Regions from separate parts of the Mus musculus genome. Here region 2 is linked to region 1. A link is a contact called in public HiChIP or PLAC-seq data. All regions are on one chromosome and are shown on one strand. The core of a region is the stretch at or near the end of the contact, and the rest is flanking DNA. Distances in the headings are between cores, read along the strand shown. Region 1 overlaps Itgb8 (integrin beta 8). Region 2 overlaps Tmem196 (transmembrane protein 196).

Region 1 (5,320 bases), core at 49-2,548:
TGATATCCATTTTTATTTCCTCAGGCTTTTCTCGTCGGTAGGTTACAGCTCTCGTGCAAACACTTTGCAGAATCAGTTTATCCTTGATGGAGAAGAAATATTAGGATTAGTAACAGAGCTGAGTGTTAGAAGTGCACAGTCACATATAATTAATATAATTGTCCTCCGAGTTCACCAACCTTTTTAGAAGCAGACATTCTATAATCTGATGAGGACTTTATTTTATTATTATTCCATTGTAGTATCACTTGTCTAATGATAAGAACTTTAAGCAACCCGATCAAGAATGTGACTATGAATATGATGAAAAATATTCGCAGATAGCTTGGGCCAGATAAACATTCTGCAAGAAAGGAGACAAGTTAATGGGTTAAAATTTTTTTTAAAGTAAACCAAAGTTTTCTGTCAAATAAATATAGTTTACATTCTTATAATAAAAGCAGGTTTCTTTACAAGTCTCTATTTTCACAATAGGAGGTTGACATTACTGATTACTCAAAACAGTGAACCCTTCTTTGGAGAATATTCACAATTAAAATATTTCATTTTTTTGTAGCTTGCTATGTCAAAATTTCTTACCCATATGTAAGTTTGTTTAGAACAGTGACTGAGAGAGCTATAGTGGTGTGTACAGTTCAGTACTATGTGGAAAACATGATTTAAAAAGGATATTGAGCAGCCCCAAGCATTCAGCATGTGTTTTTCCTTTTATGCTTTCTCCTCCTTTATTGCTCAGCAGTAATGGAAAATAAAGTAAACATCTGCAGAAGCAAACTCAGTACTACTCTAATAGGGAAATAAATATTTTCTCTAAACCCTGGTGTAAGATTTCATTATTATTAGACATCATGACTCTGAGAAGTAGGAGTGTTGCATCTTGGACAATACCCAAATCTCTCGTCTCACTTTTTACTAATTAACTTCACTAATCTAGTCTGTTTGCCTCCACAAATTCATTATGTGTTCTTCCTCGAACAATAATCACTTGCTGAAGAAAGAAAAGCCATGTTAGGAGAGGGAAAATGCTAGACCTTTGTTTTAGAACCAGATCTCTGGCAAACTCTCACTGGAAAAATTTGTATAAGCTCTGTGCTTGCCTGAGGTCTACTCTAGTCTCTGAGGAATATGGTTGCACAATAGTGGGTATTCCACAGAGCTCACAAGCTGCCCCAGATTCATAAAACACTTCCTGGACTGAAGCATGTGTTTCTCCACCCATTTTGCACGCTTCAGGGACCTGGTCTGAATGCTGCAGTTGCCTAGGAAAGAGCATCTAGAGAGAGGATGTGCCAAGGCCATGAGCATAGTAGCATCCAGTCATAGCTGATTCTGGCTCCAAAGCTCAATGCTAACCCAGCATGCCTCTTAAATGAGGCAAGGTTTCAATAATGGGGGCAAGAGATCTTCTACAACTAGGTGGACTTAATAGAGACCATTGTTTGTGATTGGTGACAAAAGACTTTGTGGAGTTAAAAAACACGCCCATTCCTATTCATTGAAATGGGAACATCAGATGCCAGTATGGTACAATGCTTCCTTGTTAAAGATATTATGAGTACAGAATACAAAGTGTGTGTCCAAAGGTGGTGCTATTTGATCTTTTACAGCTTCTTTCCTTCAGGTTAGTGACCCTCATAGCTTATGTCCTGACAGATTGTGATATCCCTTGGCTGACTTAGTCTACTCCATCAGCTAAGCCAATCCTTAGAGGGGCACGTGGCTTGATCCCTATCCTGGCTTTTTGCCTGATGGGAGCTTAGCCAGAGAGACTGAAAGAAGACCCTGTAAGAGTGGTTGAGTGGACAAATAATTAAGGTGCCTAACAAATGCTCTTTTCCTTTCCTTGCATAATAGTTGTTAAGGGGAGGGAAGTCTTGTAGTTTGATACATTTCAGAAATATTATGAATGTGTTAGCCAGAGGACCCGTTGAGGGTTCAAGTCTGTATTCATTTTTCCCCAATGTTGTTATGATGATCCAACATTTGCCTCTGGTCATGCTTTTCTTAGCTGAGGTCAGGCTAGGTCTTTTTCTAAGGAGTTTTAAGGGAACACTGTTTGCAACAACACTTAAGTCAGAGTAGTGTTTACTTAACTTAATTAATGATATGTAGGGGCCCTCTTTATTAGAAAGGCACTTGGCTTTCTGGAGAGATTGCTGCAGCCTGAGCTGGCAGCACATGGGACTCTTTTCTGAGCCAAATTCACTGTGGGCTAAGGGAATGAAATATGGGAAACTAAGATGTGCAGGACATTTCTACTTTGCTATTTCTCCGGGGCTGGGTTTTCTATTTGTTGAAATAGTAGAATCAAAATGAACGTTTCCAAAGATCTGACTGTAAGTATAGCTTGTATTTCACAGGTGGTTTTACAGCTTAGACCTGTGCAAAGTGTTTTGAGTTCTTTTGGGAGTGCTCCAGTAAATTTTTGTTTAAAAGTAGTTTTTGAGCATAGCTCTCACATCTTTCCCATTATACATCCTCTTTGATTTGAGGTACTAAACATACCTTTTATTCAATACACTTTTTATCCTCTATTTTGTACATGAGATATAGGCCCACAGAAATTTTGCAGAAGTGCTTACATTTCTTACTTTACTATATTTTAGACCAAGGTTTTTAGCTTAAAAGCAACACATTCTTTCCACTGTGTCAAATTCAGAATTATCCACCTCAAAGTTGTTGTTTTTTTCTTTTCACTTTTCTCTTTTTCTTTTTCTTTTTTTTCCCTTTTAATAGGAAGAATTTTACATAGCTCAGGATGGCCTTGAACTCCCCATGTATCTGAGGCTGACCTTGAACTTCTGATCTCTGGGTACCAACTCCCAAGTTCTCATATGTCACCTGATGCCTAGTTTCATGTGGTGCTGGGAATTGCACACAGGCTTTACCTATGCCAGGCAAGTGCTCTACCAACAGAGCTACACCTCAGACTCATAAGATGTGCAGGACATTTCTACTCTGCTATTTCTCCAGGGCTGGGTTTTCTATTTGTTGAAATAGTAGAATCAAAAGGAACGTTTCCAAAGATCTGACTGCAAGTATAGCTTGTATTTCACAGGTGGTTTTACAGCTTAGATCTTAGGTATACTACAACAGCAGATGATCACTTAAAATTTTAGTGTTTTACCTGAAACAGGAGAATAAAGTTTTTGTAGATATGTGAAGAGTGAGCAGAAGAAACAAATTTAGGTTATATAGGGAAACCATAGCTCCTGAGCTCTTAGTGACATTATTCTACACAGTGAACTTATATTTTTGGCTCATGTAAGTCCTTCTAGATAATTCATTTTCTTGGTCCTTGGTGGAGGCAGGCAGCACATAGAGCCTGTGCGAATGAGCAGGGAGGTGTCACCACCTAAGTATTTCTCTTTGGGAGATTAAAAAATGGATTACTGATTCAGTTTAATACTGTATATACATATTAGAACAGGGTGTGTTTTTGTTTCTGTTTCTTTGTTTATATCTGTGACACAGTGATAGAGTTGTTTTAAAAAGGAATCCAATAATTTACAATGGAATCAATATGAAGCCACTGTTCCTTCTTTCAGGAATAAGGTACATGGTAACTCCTTGCCCCAGGAGTCTCCTCAGACTTACCTGATGTTTGGTCCATGCGATGCTGTTCCATGACAGCACAGGAGGATTTACACTGATCAAGGGCAGCCTGAGACAGATTGTGAGGGTGAAGGCACTGCAGACAATTCCTGTTCAAGGAACATGAAAGGATTACTACTTTAAAAAGTCAATAGACTGAATATTCCTAACCCTAACCCTGTGAAAAATAAATAACCAATGGACAAATTTTGAACCCATTAGCAAAGCATGGTGGCCAAAGCCAATAATCCCAGATACATGAAGTCTGAGGCAGGAGGATGATATGGCCTAGGAATGCCTGATCTACAGAGTAAATTCAAGGTCATCATGAGTAAAACAATGCCTGTAAAGTAAAATAAAATTATAGTAAATAATGATAATAATAATATAATAAGTAGGATATGTTGCTTTTTAGAGTACTTGCACAGTTCAACTCAATTGAATCCATGAGCCTGGATTCAATCCTCACTAGCAAATAAATAACTAAACCCCACCATTATATTAAAATGCTATATTTCTAAACGATTTAAATAACTATGTATATTTCTAAAATTCTTACTTGCATTAGTGATCTGAGAAAGTATGTTTTAAAATTTTAAGCAAGCAAGCTGGAGGCACACTGACATTTATACAAGTGCTCTATGAGCAAGTCTCAGATTGTTAGTGAAAAATATTTTTACACAAAACAATATTTTTTGTTATGCAACACATGACTTTCCATTTATGCATCCCCTAAGTGCTTTATAGCACTATAATTCTTTATGTTAAATATTAAGATATTTAATCTAGTTATAATGAGTCACATTTATTCACTGACTGCCATGTACCAAGTACAAAAATTTTATTTTAGTTAACTTTACAAATATCACTTGATTCTTTCACAATTAACTAGAGGCACAGAGAATTTTAACAAATTATTTTACATTGCACAGCTAAATAGTAATAAGTAGGTTAACTGGCAACCTCTGTTTTCAGGAAAGCATTTTCTTAAAAAAACCAACCAAACAGAGTAGTGACTTTATATAGATTTGTTCTGATTATTCCAATGCAACTTACTAGCCAAAATTAGGAATTCCAGTACCCAATTCTTAAAGTTTCCCACTCAGGATTGTTTTTTTAACTTTTTAATCATCATTTTTGTATGCTAGTAACTAAGAATCCAGCAACTAAGATGAAAGAAGGCAGAATGAAGAGCAAAACCAGCTGTCAGCCAGGATTGCTTTGTTCATTTGGAGACAGAATCATACCAGTTTTCACTGCAGGAGAGATGGCAGGTTGGGCAGTGCTCACAGAGACGGCCAATGCTTCTGGGATCAGTACACTCACACCTGCCACACACGCAGGTGCCTCTCCCGCTGCAAACTTGGCCCTTGGAGTTGACACAGTGCTGTGCTGAGGCTGATGGGCACTGACACCGATCTCCTTCCCAGCCACTAAAGCACTGGCATCTGCCACCTTCACACTCCCCATGCCCTGCAACAGAGACACACTTGGATCAAGGTCACCAGGCCTACAGAGTTGGTAATGTCTCCCCCATTTTCATGAAACATGCAACAGTCTGGTGAGTGGAAACAGCATTAGTTTTGACAAGTCAGTACCAGAATTAAGAAGTGTTTTAAACACTGTTCTATTGTAAGTATATTTCTCCTACTAATATGTAATGCTAACATGTACAAAGAAAGCCCCTACTTTGGTGGCTGACCAACTGCTTAAATGCCAATTTGCT
Region 2 (4,737 bases), core at 728-3,227, 850 kb after region 1:
GAACTCAACTAACTACTGATAACAAACAATATCTTATAATGTAAAAATAAACACTAAAGTAAGTTATAAAACTGTTTTCCCTAAAGAATTAACACAACAGATAATATCAATAATGTCCAGTAAGGCCTTCTGAAAAAGTTACGACTTATTTTTCCTGCTAGGGGTCGGTCCAAAGAAAAAGCAAAATTACTTCCAGGAAAATATAAGTGTCCTTGAGATAAAATGTGTATCAATGGGCAAGAAAGGCTTGGGTGGGGATAGTACAGTTGTACAGGTACAAAGTAGTCCATGCCTAGCATGTAAGAGGCCTAATGTTTTGTCCCAAGGACCAGGGAGAGGAGTGTAATTGGCTACCGTGTTCCATAAAATAAAAATATGACTGGGTAATAAGTTAGTACAGCCTTATAGAAGATCTATTAAATCCTATAAGGTAATTTAAACCAGTTGCTTAAAGCACATAAAGTTATTATGAAGCTCTATAAATAGTCAACTAAATTTATTAAGTATTCAAAGGATATTTACTACACAGAAAGCACATGCCGCCAAGGATCCTCTTTAGGTTGAGTTAACATCTTATCTTTATAAATAGATACTCGTGTTAAGCCAAATGTAAGATCAACAGTAAAAACCACACTCAATCAAACAACACTGTAACAGTTCACGGTGGTGCCAGAGAACAACAAAAATAATTGAATGGTGCTGGGCCAGGTTATAGAAAGTCCCTAAGATACCTATTAGAAGATATATACAAGAAAGTAATGAAGAAAAAAAGAAGATTGAGATAAATTCCCAAAGTTCACCGAGGTTGAAAATTATAGATACTTGGATGCTTAGAAAAGATAACAAAATAAAGCTGAATTTAAGTCAAAGAATCTGACCTGATCACTATTCATTCTTCCAAATGCACTAATACTATTACTATTGTATTATACAACATATTGTACAAATATCTCATACGTGCATAATACAGTTATATTGTATTAGGAATCATGCAGCTGATATCTGTTCTTCACACAATAAGCATGCATATAGGACATGGTTATTATTTTCATCTGAAACTAGCCAAAAGCTAAATTTGGTTTCCTTCAGAGTATCATAAGATATACTATTGGTTCCATTTTGGAAGTTCTATGATGTACTTTATCAACATTATGTCAGACTGAATGAAGTCGTTACTGACAGGCACACCTGTTCTACCTCCTTATAAACAAAGAAAGAGTATTCTTTTCATTGAAGGTTCACCATTCTTAGCCTGCAGCAACATCAGGCTCTATGTTCTGGACATCACAGCCTTATCAACTTTAACTTCCCTTTTCTTCTTTTTCTTAGATGATCCTCTTTTCAGCGTGCTGTATCTGTGGACTCATTGGAGGCATCCTGAATTTTCAGTTTCTTCGGGCAGTCACAAAAAAGACCTCCTCCCTGTACCCACTGCATCTCGCTTCCATGTCTTTGGCATGTATCGGCATTGGGGGCTGCACTGTCTCCTCTTGGCTCACTTGTCGTCTAGCCAGCTATGAGCAAAGGAGGATGTTCTCAGAAAGGGAACATTCCCTGCATCACTCTCATGAAATGGCTGAGAAAGTGAGTTTTTCTTTTTCATTTTGCCTCACACTGCTACCATGCAATGAACACTACAATCTAGGTGGATCAATTTGCAAGCTTACATGGCAATTTGTGGAATCACATTTTGTAATTCTGACCCTATTATATTAAGAGCAGGGGTTTTTAATTAGTTTTCTCTGCAATTCATAAGTACAGCCATTTTCAGCAGAATTTTGTAGCCTCTGTCTATTTGAAACCATAGCTCCTAAAATGGCATTTTATAAAATATTAAGCACCTTATAAATATGGATTTTTATGTATTATAGTGAGGAAAAACATAAACTAAATACAGCCTCCACTCAATAATGCCAGCTTTAGAAATCACATGAATTCTCTTTTCCAGTACATCCTTTGTGCTTATAAGTAGATGCATTTGATTATGTAAATTAGGTCCTCAAGCATAAAAGAGGCTCTTTAGTGAGGCAACAAAAAGCCTTGTCTATCAGTGAAGATATTACAATCCATATAAAGCTTCATTGAATTCTCGTCTAAACTTCATGCATATTTGTATAGCTTTGCCTGTATTTTACAAAATGCTGATTGCATAATTGTTTCATGAAACCTATTCAAACAGAAACTTACATTAGTTGCATTAAGGAGCAAACATTATAGAAAGATCTGAATGTGTTCCTATTAACACATTTAGTTTGATACACATTTTTAAATTCAGTTCCTATTACTTGATCTATTCAGGAAAAGATAAACATCTGTAAAACTCACTAAGATAATGGGAAAATTACATTTTGATTTATTTCTTGAAAATAAAATCATACAGTCATAGCATAAAAGAAATAGTAGCAAGAGTTATGCATATCATCATGTTATTTTCAAGTTAAATATTTATTTTGTTGTTCATCTGTCTTTATTTTGTATATCTATACATACAGAGAAGAGATTCTCATTGATTGTCCCAAGGAAGCAATTGTGGTCAGATTTGTACATGTCATTCAAAATAAAAGGACTTATTAGTTTTAAGTGGGTTATTAAAATAGAAGATTATTGCATATGATAGCAGCTCCTTTATATTCTGTTTTTATGCTGGTGTTATTTAGCTTTTCTTTGCATATGTTTCTTCAATATTTATTGTATAATTGTTATATTTACATTAGAGATTGAGGGCTATTGAAATAACCGACTTGCCCAGCTGCCCGGTGGTGCCCCCGACACCAGAGTTACCTACAAGGTACGCTGACTTCTAGGGAGTTACCATGTTGTAATGTTGCTACAGGAAGCACTGCCTCTATTAGAAAGCCATGGCATCCACAGATCAGTCTGGACTGATGCTGTGTGCTCCTCAAAGTATCACTTTTAGAAGGGTTACTCTGAGGAACAGACATAAACCTACATGGCAAAATCTTACAGCTTCAATGTTGGTTGAGTATTTCAAATATTCAGCCTGCCTCTAAGCATCCAAGTACTGTACTGCTTGGATGATTCACTATTCCCTTTATTCTCTGCTGCATCACAATTCTGACTCAGTACCATCATTCACAGATGAGACTTTTGTTTTAATAATAGATGAGTCTGGATAAAGACAAACTGTAATTCTATCATGCCAAAATTGCATGAACCAATAGCCAAAGTTTAACATTAATATAGTAAAATGTCTGTGTGTAATTTTTCTTTTGGTAAAATTATCTGATATTCCAATTCATTTCACATATTTCCAGTTGTTAACAATAAATATTCAAGACTCTTAGTTTGGCCAAAGAGAATAACTGGAAATGCAGAAAGTTACATTTGCAGTCCATTTAAAAGAAGTATATTTATTTATAAATGTCCAAGTATGTTCTTGCCCAGATTAGGAGTATGGTCTTATTAAATTGTAAATGCCAATTTGCAAATGAAATGATGAGACTCATCCATTTAAAACTAACTTTCGCTATTATTTTCTAATGGTAATTTTACTGTGTCTGTGATTGAATGAATTTTGTTAAGAGTATTGTTTAAATTTATAAGATTTTAGAAAACATTTTTCTTAAAATCTTACAGAAAATATTGATACCTTAGTTGTGTGAGCTTTAGGCTTTTATTTGAAGTCTTTTTAGGGAATGGAAAAGGCAACTGAGATTCTTATTTCTATGTACTTACTAAGAAGTTTTCTTTCTCTTCTAGCAGGATAAAATAAAATGTGCTTCATTAAATTTTATATTAATTTTGGGAATTGAGTTTGGCTAATTTTTCTGTCAATCACCTTTTATCATTATAAGCTTAATACCAGCCCAATTATTCCACATTTTTAGTCCCGTTTTCACTGTGCTCATCCTTAGAAGTCTCCCTGACAGAAACAAGATAGAAATGGGTAGCAAGCAGAAGACTAAGAAAACAGCTTCACTTGAAATATTTTTGCCACCCTTTTGAAAGTCAGCTTCTTAAAATACAGAATTGTAAATCTTGCATAATAGACAAATTTGCTAATATACTATCTATAATACATGTACTATGGTAAATGTGAATTGGCCCCTAATCATAAACTCAGGACCTGGGAAAGTGACCTAGATTGTAGAGTTATTGCCTAGTATCTCAAGCATCTTGTAGACCAGGCACAGTGGCACATGCCTGGGTTTCTAAAACTCAGAAGGTAGAAACAAGAGGGTCAGAAATTCAAGGCCAGCTCCAGGTACTTAGTATGTGTCTAACAAGCCTGGGCTGCATAAAGCCTTCTCTCAAAAATCAACCAAATGAACAAACAAACAAACTATATGAATTCAAGTCATCTAAGATTCTAGTATTTTCTATAGTTGCAAATGAAACTTTTTATGTTACTTCATTTTTTTGTATCTGTATATTCATGTCCTCCCAAGCACATTTCTCTGAGTCCTTTAAAAACATGCCCCAAGTTTTCATTGTTACTTTTTTACTGTAAAAGTGACCATGTCGTTATAAACAATTTTCCTGGCTAGCCATGATGGTTTACACTGAGAGTTTCAACACTCATGAGTCTGAAGCAGAAGGTTTGCAAGCTTGAAGCAACTTTGAGCTATTCAAGTTTAATTCCAGTCCGGGCTACTTCTCTAGAACCCATTCAAAACAAAATAAAGCCTAAACACAACAAGCATCTTCTCACTGAAAACCTAAAGGCCCCATGGTTTTCTATAAACACCTATAGAATGTGTTGGTATTTTGTTGTTG

Evidence for each region. HiChIP or PLAC-seq counts read pairs in DNA pulled down with a chosen protein or histone mark.
Region 2: a contact with region 1 is called in an H3K27ac HiChIP or PLAC-seq map of oligodendrocyte precursor cells, with 10 times the contacts expected there. The contact joins two enhancer-like sites. A contact is called at or near these places in 2 of 115 datasets of contacts at active chromatin or transcription factors (fibro-adipogenic progenitors and oligodendrocyte precursor cells).

The regions. Positions count from the first base shown.
Region 1 is chr12:119,163,158-119,168,477 of GRCm38.p6, forward strand. It overlaps Itgb8 (integrin beta 8), which reads right to left. Exons shown (of 14, transcript NM_177290.3): 11 at 4,842-5,067; 12 at 3,598-3,704; 13 at 180-343; 14 at 1-82. Among named protein-coding and RNA genes, the nearest start is that of Itgb8, 72 kb to the right of the region's middle. Within about 2 kb of position 1,299, at least 73 of the 459 cell types and tissues checked have an H3K27ac peak or open chromatin away from gene starts, as enhancers often do. A contact at or near this core is called in oligodendrocyte precursor cells, where this site is marked.
Region 2 is chr12:120,013,419-120,018,155 of GRCm38.p6, forward strand. It overlaps Tmem196 (transmembrane protein 196), which reads left to right. Exons shown (of 5, transcript NM_001294154.2): 3 at 1,330-1,584; 4 at 2,715-2,788. Among named protein-coding and RNA genes, the nearest start is that of Tmem196, 70 kb to the left of the region's middle. Within about 2 kb of position 1,978, at least 33 of the 459 cell types and tissues checked have an H3K27ac peak or open chromatin away from gene starts, as enhancers often do. A contact at or near this core is called in oligodendrocyte precursor cells, where this site is marked.